Regions from separate parts of the Zea mays genome. Here all the other regions are linked to region 4. A link is a contact called in public Hi-C data. All regions are on one chromosome and are shown on one strand. The core of a region is the stretch at or near the end of the contact, and the rest is flanking DNA. Distances in the headings are between cores, read along the strand shown.

Evidence for each region. A called contact is a pair of places that touch in the nucleus more often than the background predicts.
Region 1: a Hi-C map of root tip shows a contact between it and region 4, with 9 times the contacts expected there. The contact joins the promoter of LOC100280392 here to the promoter of LOC100274911 in region 4. A contact is called at or near these places in 7 of 25 Hi-C or Micro-C datasets (bundle sheath, ear, leaf and 2 more).
Region 2: a contact with region 4 is called in a Hi-C map of bundle sheath, with 5 times the contacts expected there. The contact joins the promoter of LOC109943509 here to the promoter of LOC100274911 in region 4. A contact is called at or near these places in 9 of 25 Hi-C or Micro-C datasets (bundle sheath, ear, leaf and 3 more) and 1 of 3 datasets of contacts at active chromatin or transcription factors (leaf).
Region 3: a contact with region 4 is called in a Hi-C map of leaf, with 6 times the contacts expected there. The contact joins the promoter of LOC100192473 here to the promoter of LOC100274911 in region 4. A contact is called at or near these places in 2 of 25 Hi-C or Micro-C datasets (leaf and tassel).

The regions. Positions count from the first base shown.
Region 1 is chr1:229,196,548-229,199,398 of Zm-B73-REFERENCE-NAM-5.0, reverse strand. LOC100280392 (Electron transfer flavoprotein-ubiquinone oxidoreductase mitochondrial) reads left to right here and starts at 1,450. Exons shown (of 18, transcript NM_001153316.1): 1 at 1,450-1,628; 2 at 1,725-1,801; 3 at 2,787-2,851.
Region 2 is chr1:229,063,067-229,066,096 of Zm-B73-REFERENCE-NAM-5.0, reverse strand. It overlaps LOC109943509 (trihelix transcription factor GTL1), which reads right to left and starts at 1,273. Exons shown (of 3, transcript XM_020546729.3): 1 at 207-1,273. The coding sequence starts at 613.
Region 3 is chr1:228,338,909-228,342,117 of Zm-B73-REFERENCE-NAM-5.0, reverse strand. It overlaps LOC100192473, which reads left to right and starts at 1,673. Exons shown (of 22, transcript NM_001137693.1): 1 at 1,673-2,032. The coding sequence starts at 1,817.
Region 4 is chr1:228,773,858-228,776,777 of Zm-B73-REFERENCE-NAM-5.0, reverse strand. LOC100274911 reads right to left here and starts at 1,459. Exons shown (of 2, transcript NM_001331225.1): 1 at 1,296-1,459; 2 at 741-1,184. The coding sequence starts at 1,332. The coding sequence ends at 955. It overlaps LOC103643367 (sphingoid long-chain bases kinase 1), which reads left to right. Exons shown (of 9, transcript XM_008666530.3): 9 at 1-228.

The DNA of each region.
Region 1 (2,851 bases), core at 201-2,700, 420 kb before region 4:
ACACCTACCCGTCTGTTTATATAGTGCTACATGTGGGAAGGTGAATCATCAAGCCACCTGCACCCGCCGAACAGTCGCTCGCATTCACTGAACGGTGGACCGCAGGGCGCGAGGAGAATCACCAGATCGTGTGTACCCGTCCTATGGTGGGACCACCTCACACTCGAAATATTTAAATCGTTTCTCGACAATGAGCTCAGGGAAGGTGTTTTTCGGACTTTCGGCATTCCGAAGCCTAAAAGAATTTTTCACGGGTCGAGCTCGTTACGAAAAACGATCTGGCACCGTGAAGGGGCTACTGTTGGGGGTCTGCTTCGTCGCCAAAGGTCCTATGAGAAGAAACACCTTCGGAAGGCCAGAACAGGAACAATGCCGAAGCTACCAATTAGGGAGCTTCGTAGCGTACTTCTAGATGCACCGACTTAAAGATGAAATGACCAATCGGCCCATGATAACCTGTGTTATGATTGTAATCATTTGTAGAGGACATGAATGTAAATTCACACAGGCTGCGCCCTGTGTCTATAAATATGTGAACAGTACCCCGTACTGTTCACACTTTCGCATCTTACTTTTACCTTTGCCTTCTGTCAAGCTCAAGGTACAAATGTAATTTGATATTGCTCTCATGTACTCATGATTATTTAATAATAGATACTTATATTATGATGTCATATAATTGTTTATGTTGTTTTCCTATGTTTCATAAGCTTCATCCTCTATTTATACATGTCATATTTATGAAGGTATGTCCTTCATAACCTTCGTCCGAAGATCGTTATATCCTAAGGGAAATAATGCTTCGAAGGACGAAAAACGTTAACCTTTAATCTATTCTTTGTGTTGCCTTGTTCTTAATTTATAGCATTTGAGAATAAGTCCCAACAAGGGCCAAGAGGGAGTGTTAAGAAACCAGTTTGGGTCCCAAAGGCCTATGTGACCTAGCTAGCCGAAATCCTAACTTTATACTATATATATATAGAGGAGGACACCACTATTTATTGTAACCAGTGAGCTAAATACATGACTCAGAATAACAGTTTCTCTTATATATTTGTGTCTCCTGTGTTTCTGATTCTATTTCTAATCAAGAAGCCTTTAGACTACACTAGTAGCAAAGGGTAACAATAACGACTACGCTTCAGTGAGGACCAAACACACCCCACGCGGCCACGCCGATGGTCGGTCCACCTCAGCGATCTCATCTAATCTTCGAAAAAAAAAACTCAACAAACTGCCATTCCCCTGCGGCCCTGCCCCATACTCCCGTGTCTTCCCGGCCTTCTTCGGATGGCCAGACCCCTCCTTCTCCAAAAATCCCAGAATACCTTGGGCTCCCGAGCAGGAGAGAGCAATGCAACGAGCCATCCGGATAGCCGCGGCTGCGACAAGGCGAGCGCTGTCGTCGTCGGCGGCGAGGGCATCACCCCCTCCTCCCCGCGGACCCCTGGCTCCTGGCTGGGGCGCCACTAGGTGGCTCTGCAGCGGGCGGGAGGCGCTGAGCTACGACGTGGTGATCGTGGGCGCAGGGCCCGCGGGGCTCGCCGCGGCGATCCGGCTGAAGCAGCTCTGCCGCGCTGCTGACACCGACCTCTCCGTATGCGTCCTGGAGAAGGGCTCCGAAGTCGGTGCGCGCCTCGCATAACACGCTTCCCTTCATTTCTTCAGGAGCAGCTATGTGCTCTCCGTCATCTGATTTGGCCAAATTTCTGGTTGCGCTGCAGGTGCTCATGTGCTGTCGGGGAATGTGTTTGAGCCCCGAGCCTTGGACGAGCTCATTCCCAAGTGGAGGCAAGAGGATGTACGCATTTCTGTCTTCTGATTCTGAACTGTGACGAGTTTATTTACCTAGGGGTGTTTGAATGCATTAGAGCTAGGGCCCTTTGGCAGGGCTCTGGCTTCTCCAAAAACAGCTTTGGCTCTGGCTCACGATGTGAAACCACTTCTTTAAATGAGCCAAAGCTATTCTAAAAAATCATTTGGCAAAACGGCTTATAGGTTGTTTTTCAGAAAGACCCTTGTATATGTATATCTCTTCTGTACGTGGCTAGGGATTGAGGGCAGGACCAAAAAATAATAATTTGGACTGGTGGGAGGGCTATTGTGCAAAAATGACGTGAGCTGAAGCCGGGTGAGCCACTTTTTTTGGCTCATGCCCTCTAGTTCATTTTGGAAAAGCACTTCACTGGTGAAGCCATTTGAAAAAGAGGTGTTTGACACAACTTTTGCATGAGCCAGAGCCGAAGCTGAAAAATAAGCCCTACCAAAGGGGCCCCTAATACTTAGTGACTAAAATAAGCTGGAGACACCCAAACATCCTAGCTAATAGTTCAATTATTAGCTATTTTTAGTAAATTAGTTAATAGTTAGCTAGCTAATTTCACTAGCAATTTTTAGCCAACTAATTATTGGCTCTAGTACATTCAAACACCCCCTTAGAATAATTTCTCCTGCATATACAAACCAAGCATTACATGTGCCTCTGTGAGCTTGTGGTTCATTCACTTCACATTTGACTTAGATTCATTCAACTGACCGTGACTATTTTTATTTAGTTTCAATTCAGGTATACAACAATTCCAGTTACTAGTCTCTATGACTGTACTTTCGATTTTTATTAGAAATCCAAACCTTATGAGAATTTGGATCGCACAATGGAGTACATTTTGTTGAATACATTTGTCTTGCTGTATGCGTGTTACTTTAATCATTTTCTTGTCAGGAATGCAGATCGGAAACCATGTAATGAGCTATTTTTTGTAATGTGGTTATGTTGTGTTTGACAGTCTCCAATCAGAGTTCCTGTTTCATCTGACAAGTTCTGGCTGTTAACGAAGAACCAAGCTTGGAC
Region 2 (3,030 bases), core at 24-2,523, 290 kb before region 4:
GGTAAGGAAAAAAGCACAAAAGAAGTGTTCTTTAGCCGGGTAAGTAGTAGTTAATTAACTGGGCCTGCTAACCAAATCGGCGCCAGGGGCCGGTCCCGGAAGGCCGACGAGATTTCATGCAGCATCCCGCCGACGAGAATTCCGTTGCGGAGGCGCGCCGGGACGACGTACGGCGTGGCGAGCGATTCAGCTAGCTAGTTACGTACCTGGAGACCTGCTCCCAGAGGGGACCCTTGAGGGTGGCGTCCCGGAAGGCGGCGTCCATGTCGGACCGGATCTTGAGCAGCTCCAGCGTCTCCTGCCGCGGCCACCGGTTGCCCGCCGAGCCGCCGCTGGCGCCCTCCTCGCCAGCTGCTGCGGCGGCCAGGCCCTCGGCGTCGAAGCCCACGGCGCCGGCGCCGGACGCGCCGAGCTCGTCGTACTGCTTCGCCGGCGTCGATGCCGGCGGCCGGCTGCTGATGGGCGACGGCGCCTCCGCCAGCGAGATCCGCTGCCCGGCGCCGCCGGCCGGCGAGAATGGCGGCGGCATCTCCACCTGCTGTGCGCCGAACTGCTGCGCTGGGCCTCCACCGCTTGCCCCGCCGCCTCCTCCCCCGTGCTGCTGCTGTTGCATGCTAACAGCACCTGCTCCCGCACACGCGCACTTGTGCACGTCGCCCGGTGTTACCACGGGGGAATGGAGGTCGTGAGACGATCAGTACATGAGGGGTAGGTGAAAAAGGTGGGAGGCAAGGACAACTGGGAAGAGGAGAGACGGACCTCAGAGGGATAAGAGTATGGAGAAGGGAAGGAGGCCAGAGAGGGGGGGGGGGGGGGGGGGGGGGGAAGGGAAAGAGATGCAGAAGAAGGAAGTAGCCAGAGAAGAAGAAGGGGGAGGAAGCACTAATAGTACTACAGGAACGCTGGCAAAAATAAAATGTACTCCTTCAAGAGGAGGAAGATGAGAGGAAAAATAATTAAGATACCATCAATAAGTAGCCTCCAATAAATAATAGGGAGGATGGGAGAGAGAAAGATGAGGAGAATATGATATCTGTGATGAGGGTAAGGAAGACGATGGGGGTATGTAGGGTGAAGGAGAGAGAAGATGAAAGTTGAGAAATGTTGAGTACTGCTGCAGGAGAGAGATAGAAAGATGGAGAGGTGTGCAGAAGATGATGAGAGGGATGATGTGGGAGATAAAACAAACAAGATGCTGCGCTGTCAGGGGGGCTTTACCTCCCTGCCTAATACAACTTATTAGTAAAAAACCAAAAGGACAGAGGAGAGAGGGAGAGGAGTGTGGGGCAAAAAATGGTAGAGAGAGAAGCATGTGAGGCAGGAGAGACAGGGAGGGAGTGCTGGAAACTGTGGGATGAGTGAGAAAGGGGTGAGAGAGATGGGGGAGGCTTGTAATAAAAGGGAGAGGGGCACAAATACCCTCTCTACAGAACTCCCCTACCTCAATCCCCATGAAGGAATATGTTGGATTCTGTGATCATCTTAGTTATTTTGCTACATACTAATACGCGGTAGTCATTTGTTATGCATAAGATTATTACTGGGCTTGAAATACAGTAATTTTTGGATGTTATCTTGTGCCCATGGTAACTATACGTATAATAACATCCGGTAAATATACAATAAAAGTTATGCATATTTACAAAGAATATAATACTAACTAGCTGCTCTATGTGGTGGCAACTAACCTAAGGTGCAACGACTATTACGCCCCGTTTGGATCACTGGAATTGAATTCCATTCTAATAATAGTAATTTATGCATATATCAATTAAGCTAATTCATTTTTATACAAAATATATTTGTATACTATTATTAGCAAGATGTCCTAGATATTTATGTGCTACATTTTTATTATAGAGGAGTAGAACGAAGAGTGTCATGTAAGTTACAGATTAGAAACAAATTCTAATCATGCATAAAATCATTTCCTATCCTCCACCCTATGAATTTTAGATAGGCTTATATCTGAACTTTGGAAAGTGGTGGAATGCCAAATTCGAAACTAAATAAGTTACTTTATTGAGTGAATTCCAATTCCTTTAAAATGAAGGGATCCAAACGCCCCGTTAGAGCAATCAGGGGGGCATCAAAACAAATTACCTTGACCCAAGGTTCATTTTGTAGACGAAAATCCACAGATGAGATAAAATAGCAAATAAACTTTAACAATTATACATACAAAACAAAACTAGTTAGAGTAGAAAGAAAACAAAACAGATACTATAAAGGCAGTATAGGGCTGTGATGAGGCAGACAAGACCACATTATAACAGCTGTAATGTGGGCCCTCCCGGAGAGCGAAAGAGGTGCAGAACGTGCACGGCGATTAACGCGGACCCCCAATCCCCCCACACCCCAAATCCACCCCACCAAAGTGACGTGAAGGATAACGCCACTGGCTTGTGGGACCAAAGCATCCACCGGGCCCATGAGTCATGTGCAAAGCGTGGGGCTAGATGCGTGCCAAAGTGGAGCAGGGGAGTATAAAAATGGCCATGCATTGGCATGTTGTGGTTAATCCCTCACTTTCCAGGTAATAATAAATGCTCATGTGGCCCTTTTCAATGATTAGGCATAAAAATCTGGATGATTAATTAAGTTAACCACCCCAATTATATCATTCCCCGCTTAAGTTAGTGTTGGCCTTCATTTCACATGGTTCTAAAATTCAGAACAGGGGGGCTTTGAGGTGCATTGGGACACCGCTATGGTCACTCGATACAGGTACTAGAATAGGCAAAGGTCTTGCCTTGTACAGATCATTTTTCTCTATCTACATTAGCATTTGTGGGTTAATTGCATATTTTTTCTATGACCCTATTATTATTATTATTGTTGTTGTTGTTGTTGTTGTTATTATTATTATTGTTATTGTTATTGTTATTGTTGTTATTATTATTATTATTATTATTATTATTATTATTATTATATCTTGTATCACACATTTAGTATCTAGAGCAGAATATCTTTGTCGACCATGTCGAATTGAGATGCTCATGAGTTGTAGATATCACTGTATCTTTAAGC
Region 3 (3,209 bases), core at 424-2,923, 430 kb after region 4:
GTTGTCACTAATTACCAAAACACCACTAAGGGGCCTAGATGATTCACAATCTCCCCTTTTTGGTAATTGATGACAACACTGCATATTTTTATAGAAAAGTAAATTTTGTTTTTCAAACCTTCCTTACATACTGGGGCGTCACTGCGAGCTCCCCCCGATTGCCATCTTCCCCCTGATCCCATCTTTATTTCTCTCCCCCTTTGGTATCAATTTCCACAAAGGGGTGTCACTGCACACCAGGTGGGGGACACGGATACATACTGTAGTAGTGGGAGCTGAAGCTGTCAAAGATGTAGGTGAACTGACTAAGCCATTCTGAAGTTGTTGCCGCCTCTTATTCAGTGAATGAATGTTGTTACTGGTAGACAGAGTCTCGAATTGAGTAGACATAGCACCTATATTGTCTCAAAAGCTTTGTTGCATGTTGTTTATTCCGCTCATAATGAGATCATGCATAGTATCTTGAATATGAGTGCGAAGATCAACAAACTGTGAATGGACCCCATCCAGCTGGGTGTCAACATTGGAGAATTTATTGTGTAGAACAGAATATTGGCCACCGCATAGCATCAAAGCGGCCATCCACATGTGTCATCATGCTCTGAAATCGTCTATCCATATGAGTCTAGAGTCCATGCCACATCTGCTAAAAATACGAATCAAAATAACCATGTGCGAGCCGCCAGTACTGTCCTTGCTGATGAGGAGGTGGAGAAGGTGGCATCTGTTGAGCTGGATGTGCCTCAGGCTAAGTGGCGAAGTCATCTGTAGGAACTCCCTCATCATCAGGAAAAGGGGTGAGAGACCAAGTGAGAAAACCAATCTCACAATCTCAACATAAGTTGATAATAGGATTTATAATGAATTTCGTGTAGTATCCAACTTCTTAAAATCCATAGGGAACCAAACACCACCTTAGTTCTAAAGATAATGTGCCATCCAAACTTTTGAAGTGGACAAATGTGTAAATGTGTATAATAAATAGTTTTTTATTAATCATAGAATATGTTTTTATAATATATCTATTTAGACTTATAAATACTAATATATTTTACCAACTAATTTAAATATATTTTATTCAAAATCTGAATCTAAGGTTTTTTTATCACAGTAGCTAAAATAAAACTGACTAAAGTTTAGTCATTTAGAAGTTAAAGATTTAAACAGAAAGAGTTAAAACGACTAAAATATAGATCTTTAGATCTAAGTGACTAGTGAATTTTATTTTAGCTATTGGATACCATAAAGTTACATCTTTTTTGACGTAAGTCATTCTCGTTAAAGAACATTCGCTTCCTAAATTGAACTAACGCTGACAAATCGTACAACTGCTTTCCTCAGACAATCCCAATCTATGATCAGCATCGGAGGCGGCGACACGCGCCTCTCTTGAAGTCTCCCGCGTTGTGCCCCTCTGGCCTCTGCTAACAGGACCCATCAGTACAGGAGCCCACTTGTCAGGAGCCATACTTTCTGAGTTTCTGTCTACCAGCACATCGCCGCAAGTCGGTCCCGCACCGCACCTCTTGCCTCGCCCCCGCGGCCCCGCCACGTCACCGACGAAATAATTAATTTCAGCCCTTTTTACGACCTCGTTTCCCAAACGTCCTTCCGTTCGCTATCTCCTCTTCTTCCTCCCTGGCTCCCTCCCTCCTCCCCTCTCCCCTGTCCCCTCTCTCTTTCTCACCGTCCACGCGCGACTGCGCGGGACACTGGTCAACGCCCCGGTGGCAGGCGGCTCCGTTGGGGGGTGAGTCTAGCTCCGTCTGTTGCGCCGGAATAACGCGGCGGGTGCTACCTCCGGCCCTCGGGTTCCATGGGGAGGAACGGTAGCGTGAGGCGCTCGGCGTTTTCGGGCGCCGCGGGTGCTGCCGCGGGGCCGCCGTCCTTCTCTGTGAATCCCGCCGACTACCGGTTGATGGAGGAGGTGGGGTACGGTGCGCACGCCGTCGTGTACCGCGCGATCTTCCTCCCGACTAAGGGTGTTGTCGCGGTCAAGTGCCTGGATCTCGATCAGCTCAATAACAACATCGTGAGCTCCCGTGACGCACTTCTCCCTCATGTAATCCGTTGGGTTTTCTTCGGTGCTCTGCCAGCGGGTGCCGTCTGCTGTTTAATCTAGCGTGAGATCCGTTGGTCGACTGCAGTTGATTTTACTCTTGATTTGGTGGCTTGGAAATCGGGGCTGAGTTTTGATCCGTGTAACCCTTACCAGATCAATTCGGATCTTGCTTTGACATCACATTTACTTGGTCTGCCACTAGTCATTGCTTAGTCTTAAGGCTCAGTTGAAAAGACCAACGGAGGCATGTACCTGCATTTTAGCACTTTTAAGGCAATTATTGTTTTGCACGGTATATTGTAGGCGTGGGCGGTTGTGATGGAGAGTTCAAATGTTTTCTCGGGACTCTTGTACTTGGGTGCTTGTCACCTTGGGAGTTTTCATCGACTAAAAACTGCTAGAGTTCCATGCCAGTTTAGCAGTCCTATAGATAGACCACAGATAACTTGCAGTTTTTTTTTAAAAAAAATGATAAATACTCATTATCTTTTTTTTGTAGAGGCGATTCGCCATTTGTTTTTTTAACCATTCTTTCTTCAGTTTCTGGTATTTTTATCATTCTACTAGATTTCACATGGCATCATTTTCTGCGCTGCACATTGGACTAAGGAAAATTTAAGACTATTTAGACAGTGATTCTATTATCTTTTGACCTTGTAGCATGTACATTTTATTGATACGATCAACTGATGATGATAAGCTAGCATGATATGGTATAAAGCATAGATTGTTCTACTTGATATCTGGGATCACTGTTTATTGTTGAGGCTGTGTATCTAAGAACTGGTTGGATGCTTGTTTAAGCACAGATTTTCTAGTTTTGTTCCATCCAAAGTTTTCATTTTTTGGGGTTAGTAGCAGATCACATTGGTCCAACTCATCCTAAATAGAATGATAGTACTGTACATTTGGGGCTCAATAGACGTCTTGTAACATAATTTCAAAATCCAAAACTTGTAAAGTCCATCTGAAAGCATCTTTTTATGCTATTGCCTTCTATTTTTAGCTATTACTTCCTCCATTTCAAATTATAAAATGTTTTGGCATTTTTAGGTACATAACTTTTGCTATGCACTTAGGTATACACTATGTCTATATACATGGTAAAAGGAATGTATCTAAAAAAGACAAATGTCTTATAATTTAG
Region 4 (2,920 bases), core at 210-2,709:
ATTCCCGGTACAGCGCAGGGTTTCAGCAGAAAGGGCTGGATGGATGATGTTTTGTGGCGATGCTGCCTCGTTGAGTCTTTAAAACGGGTGTAACTCTTCTTCTTTTGTGAGTCGTGATGATGTATGAACCGTGTACTGATTTGTAAACCTTGCCTGGCAGGCATACAACTGTTTCTGAGGTGTGGTATTCTCTGCCGGGGAATAAGCAGCGTAGCTTCTCCTTTCGTACGCTGCCAGCAAAGCAGCGCTCGTGCTAGTATGAACAACTTACACCAGGCAAATTTTGTGATGGGTTTTGTGAGAAAGATTGCTGGCGCGAGTAACGTGCGCCGATTTGGCTCTCTCAAGCAGGGAAGGAAACACACGGCTGTTCAAGGCCCAAGGTACCCAGGCAAGTCACACAAACTTGCTCCATATCCTCGCTTGGTAAGGCTATACAGTGATGATTAGAGAACACGTACTGCGATAATCAGAGAACAGGCTTATACAGTAAGCACTCTCCAGACAGATACTACGGACCTCTGGAAGGTTAGTCGCATTCCAACGAAGGCCGGTAGGTTGCCTCTGTTTGTCTCGACTCGTTGGTGAACTGTGTGAAAATGTGTTCATTCGCCTTTGATCTATTACGCAGTCGCCGCACTAGCAAATAACCAGTGCATGTCGATACTGCTCGCCCACTGGCAGCAGCCGGAACATGCAATTTGCTAAAGAGAAAATAGCGAAGAATTGGAAACAGAACGTGCAGGACAAAACACATTGCGTGCTGTAGCATTGTACCAAGTCAACAGATCACAGCATCAACAAACAGAGCTAGATACGATTAGGTCACACTGCTATCCGCACGCCGTCATGCAGGCCTGTTATTTCCCACGGGGAAGGCACTGCGTCCCCCCTGCCCCGGCCCGGCCGCCGCCCGTCACGTCACGCGCGTTGGCGGCCGCCCGGGCCGGCGAGCTAGCACCTGCAATGGCATCCCTGCACCAGCGCGAGCCGGCCCGGGGACACGCACCGCCCGCCTCGCCGGCCCCCGTAGTGGCACATGTCCCGGCACGCGGCGTTCGCCGCCGTGACCGCCGGGTCGCACTGCTCCACGGGGATGGTCACCCCGCACGGCACGCTCGACGGGTAGTCCGACTCCACCCACGCCGCCCGCGTCGGAGGAGGCGCCGCCGCCAGTAGGACCGCTGCATGCAAAGCCAGCGCGCGGAGATCAGATACCCGGATCGGATGATGAGTGAACGAATGCGTGCATGCATGTATGAATGCCGTGGCGGCCGCGCGACGGGCAGGCTTACCGGTGAGCGTGGCCACGAGGACGAGGGAGCGCGCCATGCGATCTCTGTTTCTCAGTCTCTGCTCTCCGGGCGGCGGCTCGCTGGGACTGGGATGCGAGGCGACGGCAACAACGTCGTCTGGCTGGCGGCCGTGTGGCGCTCGGTGGGATGGGCGCTACGAATATAGGGGTGGTGGTACTGGAAAGCGGCGCGGCGAAGGCATGGTGAGGACTGGGGACTGGGGGTGGGGCAAGTACACGTGACACGACGCGGCCACTGTTCACTCGGAACATATACTGGCACACATAAATATAGATGATCCGACTGATCAACGAATATTTATTTGTATGAAGTATCAATTAATTGGCTGGCTAATTAGGACGCGCGTATCCCCGCAGACCCGTTTTCCCCCAAGGTATATATATCTATATCTATAATCTATCTATCTATATATATCACCGAGTACTGACTGCTACAAAGGGCCGAAGCGACGTTAGTTTTCTCTGATGCACGGGCACATGGATAATATAAAATATTGTTAATAACTATCTTAAATCTATCGTGTGTTTATTTTCAAACTGTATATTTTTTACGTTTGATATATAGTCACACTCAGGGTTATTTTTGAGCCGGCTTCGTCCTGGCTACGGTATAAAAGAATACATGGAGCTGATCATTTTTTTCCTTTTACCATGCAGATATGCTGCCACCCGAGCTTTTAAAATCCAGAACAGCTGATAAATGGCTGAATTTGTTGTATTTATTAAATGCAGATGTGAGCTACCGCGTCACGTTAATTACGTTCCATTTCCATATTCCACGGTGTAAGCCACCAAATGTTTGGAACTAGCCTAGACTTAGTGCTTCCCGGACAGCTCTGACTCCTTGCCGGAGCTAATTTAGGTGCCCGAGCGAGAGCCGTAAAAAGTGGCTCCGAGCAGCTCCATATGTGCCCGTGCAACCATTCTTCTTGTCTCCAGAACCTTTCTGCTTGTCTCCAGAGGCGAGTGGACGAGTGGTCATCTTCCTTCAAAGATGACAATACGCGGAAACAAGCAAGCAGCAGTCAGCGGCTGTGGGCTTGCGGTCTGGCCATCTGCGTGACTGTGGAGAGCTGTTCCAAATAATTTGCAAAAAAAACGGCGGCTCTAATGGAGGAACAGCTCCTATAAAAAAAGTTAGAGCCAGAGCCATTTTCAATTTTCAGAGGAGGCGGAGTCCTGTCAAACAAGCCCAATGTAAATGCCCTTTAAACACGATCTTGTCCAGAATCACCCAATGTAAATGTCCTTTAAACACGATCTTGTCCAGAATGGCCCAATGTAAATTGGTAACTGGAATCAATGAAATACGTAGTCTTTTTTAAATTACGCACACTAGATAATTAATAAAGTCAATAACAGGACTAAATAATTAATGAGTACTATAGTATGTTAACCTTTCACCACGCTCGTTATTTGGTTCTAAAATCGCTGGGATACCTTCTATTTCTGGTCATAGAAGAAGGGTGTTAAATCCGTGATAATTTTTTTCCTTGTGTAAGATGTTGCCATATATGTTACCTCTGTATATATATAGAAGTATCGGTATGTTTGCATGTTGCCATATATATATGTCGAGCTGGGTAAATTCGGGGCGGCGTTCAG